Regions from separate parts of the Zea mays genome. Here all the other regions are linked to region 2. A link is a contact called in public Hi-C data. All regions are on one chromosome and are shown on one strand. Each heading gives the region's core, a stretch centred on a gene start, on an enhancer-like site or on the middle of the called end of the contact. The rest is flanking DNA. Distances are from core to core; before and after follow the strand shown. Region 1 holds the start of LOC100283552. Region 2 holds the start of LOC100281708 (Cystathionine beta-lyase chloroplastic). Region 3 holds the start of LOC103638000 (probable pre-mRNA-splicing factor ATP-dependent RNA helicase DEAH4).

Region 1 (3,199 bases), core at 662-3,161, 310 kb before region 2:
TTAGGCTATCAATAAATTGAAAAGCTAACGATTAAGTAAAAAGAGCACATACTCTTCACTTATGACCATCCCTGATTTCATACAACCCATGTACAATCCTTGGCTACCTCGACGGCCTTCGAGCATCTCAATTAACCCAGCTGACAGAATACTTGCAAGGGGTCAGTTTAAAATGAAGGGGCAAAATCAATAGAAGTACTGTGTATCAGCACACACAGAGAGAGAACAGGAAAAATACCTAAGTCAAGATTAATGTTATCTTCAACTTTGACATAAAATTCTGCATCCCAGGCTTCAACTGCAGCACTGAAGAAAATTTTTGCTTTGCTCGGTAATTCTTCTGCAGCCTCTTCATGACTTTCCTGCCCAATCCAAAATGCTTACTATTTCAAAGTTCATTGATGAAATGTATAGGATCACATGGGTCCTACCTAGTCTTTGATGGAAGCAAGAAAGGTCTAAACTCAAAAGTCTTGCTTGCGTACTACAACTTGTGAAGGACAATCGAGAATAAGAGGTACTAATAGGTCCTTACAAGAATCAAGAAGTCCTTTGTCTGCCGATTTTCATCATCAATATTACGGTCCAAGCTATCACCTCGATTTGCACTGCAGGTCCAAAAAGGTATACATAATCAATAAAACGAGAGATGGAAAATGGATTATATTTTTCTAATATAATAGAAAACGGGAATGACAATGATATTGTTAAATTCTGAACTAAGAATGATGCAGTAACTCAAAGGTATAGATCCAGAACAAAACCTCCGACCAATAACAAAACGAATAGCTACACCCTTTTCCTCAAGCTTCTTCAGAGCATCACCTGCAATTTACAGTGAAATAGAAGAAAAGTGTTATACTCATGGGTTGGAAAAAAATCCTTGTTTACACAAAACAATTTTAGCTACTCCATATTTATCCAGCGTTTTAAAACAAAAAATTATGCTGTCCCTTCATCGACCACTCTCATATTCACAAAAGTTTTGTATCATGAGCAATCTCTTCCACTACGTGGTGTTGTCAACAGAAATTATTTATATCACTAAGAATTAGCGAAATTAGAATAAGAGCAGCAAACCTCTTGGCATCCAGGAGCCACGGAAGACGTTCCTCTTGAGACGGGAGCCAAACCCAGTGTAAACTCCAATGACGGCAAGAAGCTGCTGCTTCTTGTCGGAGTCCACAGCTGCAGTCCTGTTCCCCCACAGGTACCCCTCGCTCTTGGCCTTGGTCAGGTCCATCTCCGCCTCAACAATTTTCCTTCCAATCGCCCTGCCACCACAGCATTTCGAGTCAGCAAAGCATAAATTAACACAGCAACTCAAATTCACTTACGAATAACTGAAAACTCACTTGCACCCAAGGTTCCTAAGCTTGTCCTCCACCGAGAGCACCTTCGGGACCTGCAACCAGGTGCCAGCGTCAGGCCGAATCAAGAGAAGAATTAAAAATGCGAGTAGGGGGAGTGAGGAGGGGAGAGGAGATTCGCACGCTGGTAGAGCTCTTCTCGAGGAGGCCGGACAGGATCGCCCGGGTCTGCGCGTCCTGCCACAAACTGAGACGGAGCCAGGAATAAGATCACGACTCCCTATCGGGTGCTGGATCAAAGTGTCAGGGATCTGAGCGGGCAGGGGGGGCGTACCGGCCGGCGACGTAGAGCCAGGCGAGGCAGGAGAGGAAGGCCATGACGAGAGGGACCCTGCCCGAGGCGAGGGCGGAGGAAGCAGAGGAGGAGGGCGGGGCCTTGGACCGGCGGTTCTCGCGCCGCATGGCGCTGGCCAGCGTCTCCATGGCGGCGGAGATCTCCGACGCTGGGCTCTCGGCGCCTCCTGTCTGCTCCTGCTTGCTGCCTTAAACGGAAAGGGAGGACTCACTGAAGGAAGCTTCTCCATAGAAGGCCGGAAGCCCGGAACTGACGAAGGAAAGCACCCGGCTACCTAGCCTTGAGCCATAAAAGGCCGGAATTGGGCCGCGCTCGAGATCATAAGGAGAAATAAATCAACTAACAGCTATTTAGATATAAACCAATTCCAGGCTGAATTGTTTCCTGATAATGAAAATGAAAGAATCTGTTTAGGGCTATTTTGGAAAGATCATATCTCCAAAGGATTTCCTTTTTTCTAAGAAAAATTAGTTCATTTTCTATCTCTTGCAAAAATGGAATTCCCTAACTAGACCTTATTGAATTTTTTTAAATAAAAGTTACAGAAATGATTTTGTTTATGACTGTTTTATATTATTATCATATTTAAATGTCCACACCATATTAAGATGGTCACTGAATAGTTATACTTAAAATATGGTAAGTTTTAAACCGGCTGGGTAACAAACGATATCTAAAACAATGAAAGCTATTAGTACGGGAAAAAACACTCTGCCAACAGCTTTTTATATTTGTCATCTCCCATTTATTATACCAAACCGAAATAATCCATCATCATGGCCATCCATCTTAGCATCCTAACCTTCAAAACAGAATATCCATTGCTTGATCCACCTCCCATTATTATTCTCAGATCCGGAAATAGTGGTTTGAGATCTCATTCAGTCACTCTAGCAAATCTCCTAGGTGGGCAGGTGGCAAAATCATGACTAGACATTGCAGCGCCATAGCTCATACTAATTTCTCTTTCAGAAATGGTTCATGTTGCTTCTTATTGTGAACTATGAATTAATTATGAGCTATCAGATGACGAAGTTGTACCCGTAGCAGCGCTGATTTTCTTTACTCTTGTTGCTGCAGTGAACCCGATTTGAATTGAGTCGTTCCTCGAATGTCGACGAGTGTTGGCATGAGATTGTATCGTACTATACGAAAATACAACTTTAAATTAAAATGAGTCAAACTTTCTTAAGTTTGACCGTGTCTATAAAAAATGGCATATATATTTATGTTTCCAAGTATATTTTACAGTAAAAATATATTTCATAGATAATCTAATAATATCTATTTGGCATTATAAATGTTACTAATTATTTATATACATTTAATCAAAAATTAAATTGTTCGACTTTGCAAGCATTGAGAATTATACTCTTTTTTGGGTTGGAAGAGTTCTTATGTATCTCCAAGAGTTTCTGAAAGTTACTTGTAATTGTTGTAATTGTAATCTAGATTTTTTTTGACAAGATGAAAAAACTGCTCTCCAATATCTTTCTGGCTCAACCCCTTGTCTATTCACAATTGAAAAAAAACA
Region 2 (2,874 bases), core at 72-2,571:
AAGCTTAGCCATGAGGCTGAACATGAGCTAAACTTCATTAGAACCATAATGTATTTCTCTACACTACAATAGCAAGGAAAAAGCACTGGTGTACTAACCTCTGGAGAACATCACGAGTAGGGTTACCACTTCTAGTGTAATCATAAGTTCCATAATCTGTAGCTGAAGGCTGGAAAATAACTTTTGGGAGTAAGTCACTACTCACTACTGTAGAGTAGCAAATAGAGCAAACCATGAAATATCTTAAGTACAGTTATAAACTGAGTATTAGTTCCCATAAGCTGAGTATTAGTTCCTCAAACTGAATAAGTATATTGCCACACAATCCCACAAAATCAATATCCAAACTTTAAAACACTTACATAATTGAAAATCAGTATGATCAAGGCTACATAGGACAATTCATATAATTTGTCAAATAATTATACCATCTCAATACCTAAAGGACAACCAAGTCAATCTCAAATATAACTAGGGGATTAAGAAAAAAAGAAACCATCACTTAACTATTGGCAGGTATACTTGAAATACTTCAAACACACAATCAATGGCCTAGTCCATACAATTCTTCCTCAACATACAACAGTAGAGTTTTTTCCCCTAAGATTTGTACGGGCAAAAGCTCGAAGCTTTTCGTTCCCCATTTTGGTAAAAAATGCGTAGCATTCGTCTGTAGTCCCAAACTCCCAATTACCTGCTTAAAGGTGGCGGTCTGGTACAGCGGTGTGCTCAGAGCCCCATACTTGTCGAACGAGTTCTCGAAGCTCGTCAGCATCGTCGACACACTGGGCTCCTTCGTCTCTAAGTCTGCACCACCAACCACCAGAAAACCAAACCAGCGCCCACAAATTCCCAATTTATCAGTTCTCATCTCAGCACTCAGCAAAACCACCACATAAGCCCAATCCCACAGCCCCGAGCAGCGCACCAGAATCGGAGGCGACGGAGTCCAGGGCCTCCACGGAGACTGCGGAGGCGCTGAGATCTCGTTCGGAGCCGCCGGAGGCGCCTGCGATCACCGTCAGCGAGCGCCCAGCCATGCGTCGGAATAGCGAGAGGCGGAGGGGTGGTACGCGGAAGGATTGGGCTCGAGCGGCGGATGCCGAGCTGCTAGGGTTCGGGAACGGGGTGGATTGGAGAAGGAAGAGGCGGCCGGGAGCGTTGGGGACGGCGACGGCCATTTGCGAGGAAGGAGGGAAGTGCGAAGGCTGTGGGTGGAAGCCAGTAAGCCACGGCCTGAGCGCCGTGACGCTGTGCGCTCGGACGCGTGGGGAATACGGGAAGTTCCTGCAACGCGCCGCGAAGAGTGGGGTGCGGTGAACGGGGATTAGGGCATGTACAAACACGGTTAAAATACAATATAATATATTAAATATATCTAAAATTTATATTTTATTATATCAATTATATTAATCAGAGCATTTAATAAATTAAATTGACTAATCAGTTAGTCTTCTGTCTCGGACATAGAGCTAAAACACAGTGTCTTTGTTAAGATACATGTTTTGATTTTTTTTACATTTACTCACTTAGATACACTTGAAGACACAATTCAAGACAGTTATTGTATATGCTCTTAAGATGTTTGCTGTTGTTAAGATCTGATTGCTCGCTCGCGCATGTAGTTGCCTCACATGATCCTAACTAGGGCTAGAAATGAGTCGGGCTCGGCTCGGCCATTTCACGAGCTCGGCCATTAAGTTTAGATTTTAGTCAAGTTTCTGTTGCTAAGTGTAAGTTTATTATTTTCTGATTAAATTGAATCCAACGTGGATATTTAATTAGAAAATATATAGTAACGAATAAGTAGCTCACCCCATGCTTGTTAACTCAAGTTTTTTTATGTTATCAGATTCTATGTTTTATCTTGAAAGATATTATTAAGAAATTATGTTTTAGACCGGTGTGTTTCATCTTTTGACCAACTTTAATGATGAAACTCTCCATGATAATTAAGTTTTAAGTTTTTGGATAATATGACAAATAAAATTATTGGGTTAAAGTGTATCCGATACTTTATGTGCTAAGGTATTGTTGTTTTTTATGTATAAGAGAATTATGCCCAATAATATTGTTTTTTTCATGGCATAATTAAGCTATATTCTCTTTAACTAGAGAAGAAGTTTAAGAATAGTTGAGCACAGTTTTCTTGAATGTATAAGTTGATTAAAACTTCTGTTGTATTAAGTTAAGCTGTTTTCTAATTAAATTGGATCAGATGTGAAGATTTAGTTAGATGAATGTTTCACTTAAGTCTGACAAATATTTGCAATGACATAAGATCTTTCGTTCCATTCAATTTCTACCCAACGGTGATATAGAATAGAACAATGTTAGATGCTCAGCTAGAACGTTTAAGTCCTTGATTAACATTGTGATTTTTTCAGAATTTTTATTAAAGTTTTAGTAAGTTCGCATTAAGGGCTACTATAGTTGATTTTAAGTGATTGTATGACCATATATACATATTAAGTTCTTGCAAGTTAAAATGGAACCAACGACAAAATTTTGATGTCTGATATGAGTAAGTAGTGGCCATTGATATATTTTGATGTCGCGCATCATCGTAGGGATGTCAACCATGAACCCTCCACAGGAGCGGAAGAGAGGAGCGGCGCCATACTGGGAGCACTACTTTGCATGACCAAGGGAGGGGCCTGCCATGACAGCTAAAGGACTCTTTCTCTCTCTCTCTCATAGACAACAACTCTCCTCTATAAGGACTAGCCCTTGAGCTATAAAAGGGTAGGTCTCATTCCTTCTCTGACATACAAGCACACCAGTTGTAACACGCTCCAAGCAATAACACGATCAACACTACACTGGAGTAGGGTGCGAACCCGAACTAGTATAACCCCGTGTCTCAAATTTCTT
Region 3 (3,040 bases), core at 445-2,944, 270 kb before region 2:
TAAGAAGAGACCGAAACAATGGTCTCGACCGAGAAAATCCCCGAACCCTGGCCCCCCATCATTAACGGGTCGGCGTCAACTGTCCACTCTGCAACGGCCCAACCGGAGGGTGGCGCACAGGACATCGCAACCCGAGAGCGGATGGGGCACAGCGAGGGAATTTTTTTAACCAAGCCTGAAAATTCGCTCCCGATAGGAATCGAACACAGGACTTGGAGGTGCTACTCGGAAGTCCTTAACCGCTAGGCTAGAGGCCCTTTCGCCTTATGGTAGTGTATAGCAAACAAGAAAACAGAGTATATGACATGCTTATGGTAAACTAATACATTTAAACTTTAAGACTTGAGTCCATATTATAGTAGTTGACACAATTGTCAAGTAAACAAATTGGAAAATAGTGGCCATAAATATAAAACATGCTACCAAGCTAGTTTCGAATTCACTTAGGTAGAATAATTCAGATATAAATCAGTAAATCACCATACGTGTTTAAGCTACGCTCGTGAGCTTCATCCAGTATGATTACTGAGTACTGCTTCAACTCAGGATTTGAAAGGCTTTCACGGAGAAGAATGCCGTCTGTGAGGTATCTGTAAAAAAACAAGTGAAGAATTTAAATCCACGAATTTAGCATCAGCGCACCTCCAGTGGTTATTGAACTTGGTACGTTACTGTAGCTAGATTAGAAGAAATTCAAGCTATCCAGTTTTTCAGAGGCTTACTTTATGCATGTTCTTTCTGAAGTTCTGTCCTCAAATCGAATTGCATAACCAACTTCATCCCCAAGTGGAACACCAAGCTCTTGAGCTACTCTTCTGCGAAATAATAAAGAAATGATCTTACTCATAAAAACAGTTACATACATGTTTTGTATTTTAACAACAATACAACATTGTAACTGAAATAACTTCCAACAGTGAGTAATAATAGAAGAACTAAAACAAGTTCCCATGCAGTTAAATTGAGAATGAATAGCTGATCAACCAGGAAGAAACCCATTCAGAAAAATCAAGATTCGAGAGTAGTTGGTCAACCAGAAGAACTACTTAATGAATCCTCGACAATAGATCTTTCTAAGCTTTATTTATTTCTGGGTGATAATTTCGGTAAAAAAATCAACGGGCTATTCAACAAAGAGCTCCACTCAACTCACAGCACGATGAGGTTTCGGATATTTTCCCGGCCATTTAGGTGTCAATTGAACCCTACGAAAAGTCTCCTTCATAAAATGTAAAGGCAGTTCCAATCCCAATCCCTTCTAACTGCCCAACTGCGACCAACGGAAAAAAAAAGTGCCTCGCGCATGTGATAGAGCAAGAAAGATAATGAGACGAAGAACCTGGAAACGGAAACCGCAGCAACGCGGCGGGGCTGGGTGACAGCGATGGCACCCCGACGGGTGTATCCGCGGCGGTGGAGGATCTGGGAGAGCTGAGTGCTCTTGCCGGAGCCAGTCTCGCCGATGACCACCACCACTGGGTTCGCGTCCACCGCGGCGACTATCTCGTCCTCGTGCTCCGAGATCGGCAGCACTGGCGGCGGGGCTGGAGACGGAGATGGCATCGCGTTTGGCCGCCGGGCACCGGCCACACCAGGGTGCTGGTGCGTGCGTGTCTCCTCTGATTGGGCTGGGTGCTCACTGTTTGGGCGTCGGAATTTTGCCCATGGGTCACGATCCATTGAGAATTCACAGACACACACATCACAAGGCACAATAGACATTTTTAAGTCATGATTGGTTCGTGATTAAGTGTGTCACACTTTATTTAAGTTTAGTTGTTTGAAATGAAGAATTGACTTTAGATATAAAAATTAGGCAGTGGACCAAATATATCTTAGTAAAGATGTGTTTGGTTCAATTTTAAACCAAATTCGCTTTAAAAATCTAGAATCTCAACCAAACAGCTACAACAATATAATAGATTACTGAAATCTACATATTCCTTTACGCCCCGTTTGGATCATTGGAATTGAATTACATTCTAATAATATTAGTTTAGGCATATATCAATTAAGCTAATTCAGTTTTATGCAAAATATATTTGTATATTATTATTAGCAATATGTCGGAGATATTTATGTGCTACATTTTTACTATAGATGAGTGAGATGAAGAGTGTCATGTAAGTTACGGAGTAGAAACAAATTCTACTAATGCATAAAATTATTTCTCATCCTCCACCCCATGAATTTGAGATAGGCTTATATGTGAACTTTGAAAGTGGTGGAATGTCAAATTCTAAACTAAATAAGTTAATTTAGAATCATATTTTACCCTATATGTTTCATATTCTTGTCATCCATGTTACCAACATATCATGTTTTTACAAAACTTATAATTGAAAGTTATTTCAACTAAATATATTTTAGCTTTCCCACAAACGTTGGATCGTAGTAGCTTTCTCAGCTCGCAACTAGAATCAGATTGAATTTCACTGATGGAACCCGGACCTCCAGCTCTCATCTCACAGCTTTCCCACAATAGCTAGAATCACTTATGGAACCCGGACCTCCATGAGTCCTTTTCAAGTCATCAGTAAGGGGAGGTCCTGAGCTGCCACATCTATAAGTGTAAATTCGGGCCGCTCAGCCCATCACGATTGAATTTCATGCTAGCCCGGCTCGTAATTATTACGGGTCGTGTCGTGTTAGCCAGTGGGCTTAGCCCGCGACCCAGCACATTATTGGCTAAACATGACGGGCTCATTTCGAGCGGCCTGAAATTGTAAAAAGTCTAAACTTCAAATTCTGACCCGAAATTCACATAGAGCTCAAATTTCATATCAAAGCCCGAAATTCACATCAAAGCTTGAAATTTACAACAAAACCCGAAATTCAAAACACATATATCATTTAGTAGATATTAACCTTTCAAGTTTTACAATTAAAAAATCAAATAACACAAAACCAATTGGTGGTTGACACCTCATTTCCATGATTAAGCATGCAGCTAGCCAAATTCGAGCGGATGTTTTTCCATGATTAGAAGCGGGTGACCAAATGAATATGGACCTTTTCGTGCCTATAAATGGGCTATTTC

The links. Hi-C and Micro-C count contacts between places; a contact is called where the count stands out from the background.
Region 1: a contact with region 2 is called in a Hi-C map of leaf, with 4 times the contacts expected there. The contact joins the promoter of LOC100283552 here to the promoter of LOC100281708 in region 2. A contact is called at or near these places in 2 of 25 Hi-C or Micro-C datasets (endosperm and leaf).
Region 3: a contact with region 2 is called in a Hi-C map of tassel, with 3 times the contacts expected there. The contact joins the promoter of LOC103638000 here to the promoter of LOC100281708 in region 2. A contact is called at or near these places in 4 of 25 Hi-C or Micro-C datasets (ear, leaf and tassel).

The regions. Positions count from the first base shown.
Region 1 is chr9:16,114,956-16,118,154 of Zm-B73-REFERENCE-NAM-5.0, forward strand. It overlaps LOC100283552, which reads right to left and starts at 1,912. Exons shown (of 12, transcript NM_001156452.2): 1 at 1,645-1,912; 2 at 1,494-1,557; 3 at 1,356-1,405; 4 at 1,081-1,274; 5 at 765-825; 6 at 536-608; 7 at 239-362; 8 at 53-140. The coding sequence starts at 1,793.
Region 2 is chr9:16,423,588-16,426,461 of Zm-B73-REFERENCE-NAM-5.0, forward strand. LOC100281708 (Cystathionine beta-lyase chloroplastic) reads right to left here and starts at 1,322. Exons shown (of 12, transcript NM_001154628.3): 1 at 929-1,322; 2 at 695-807; 3 at 99-169; 4 at 1-16. The coding sequence starts at 1,181.
Region 3 is chr9:16,154,257-16,157,296 of Zm-B73-REFERENCE-NAM-5.0, forward strand. It overlaps LOC103638000 (probable pre-mRNA-splicing factor ATP-dependent RNA helicase DEAH4), which reads right to left and starts at 1,695. Exons shown (of 16, transcript XM_008660997.3): 1 at 1,340-1,695; 2 at 723-815; 3 at 486-590. The coding sequence starts at 1,680.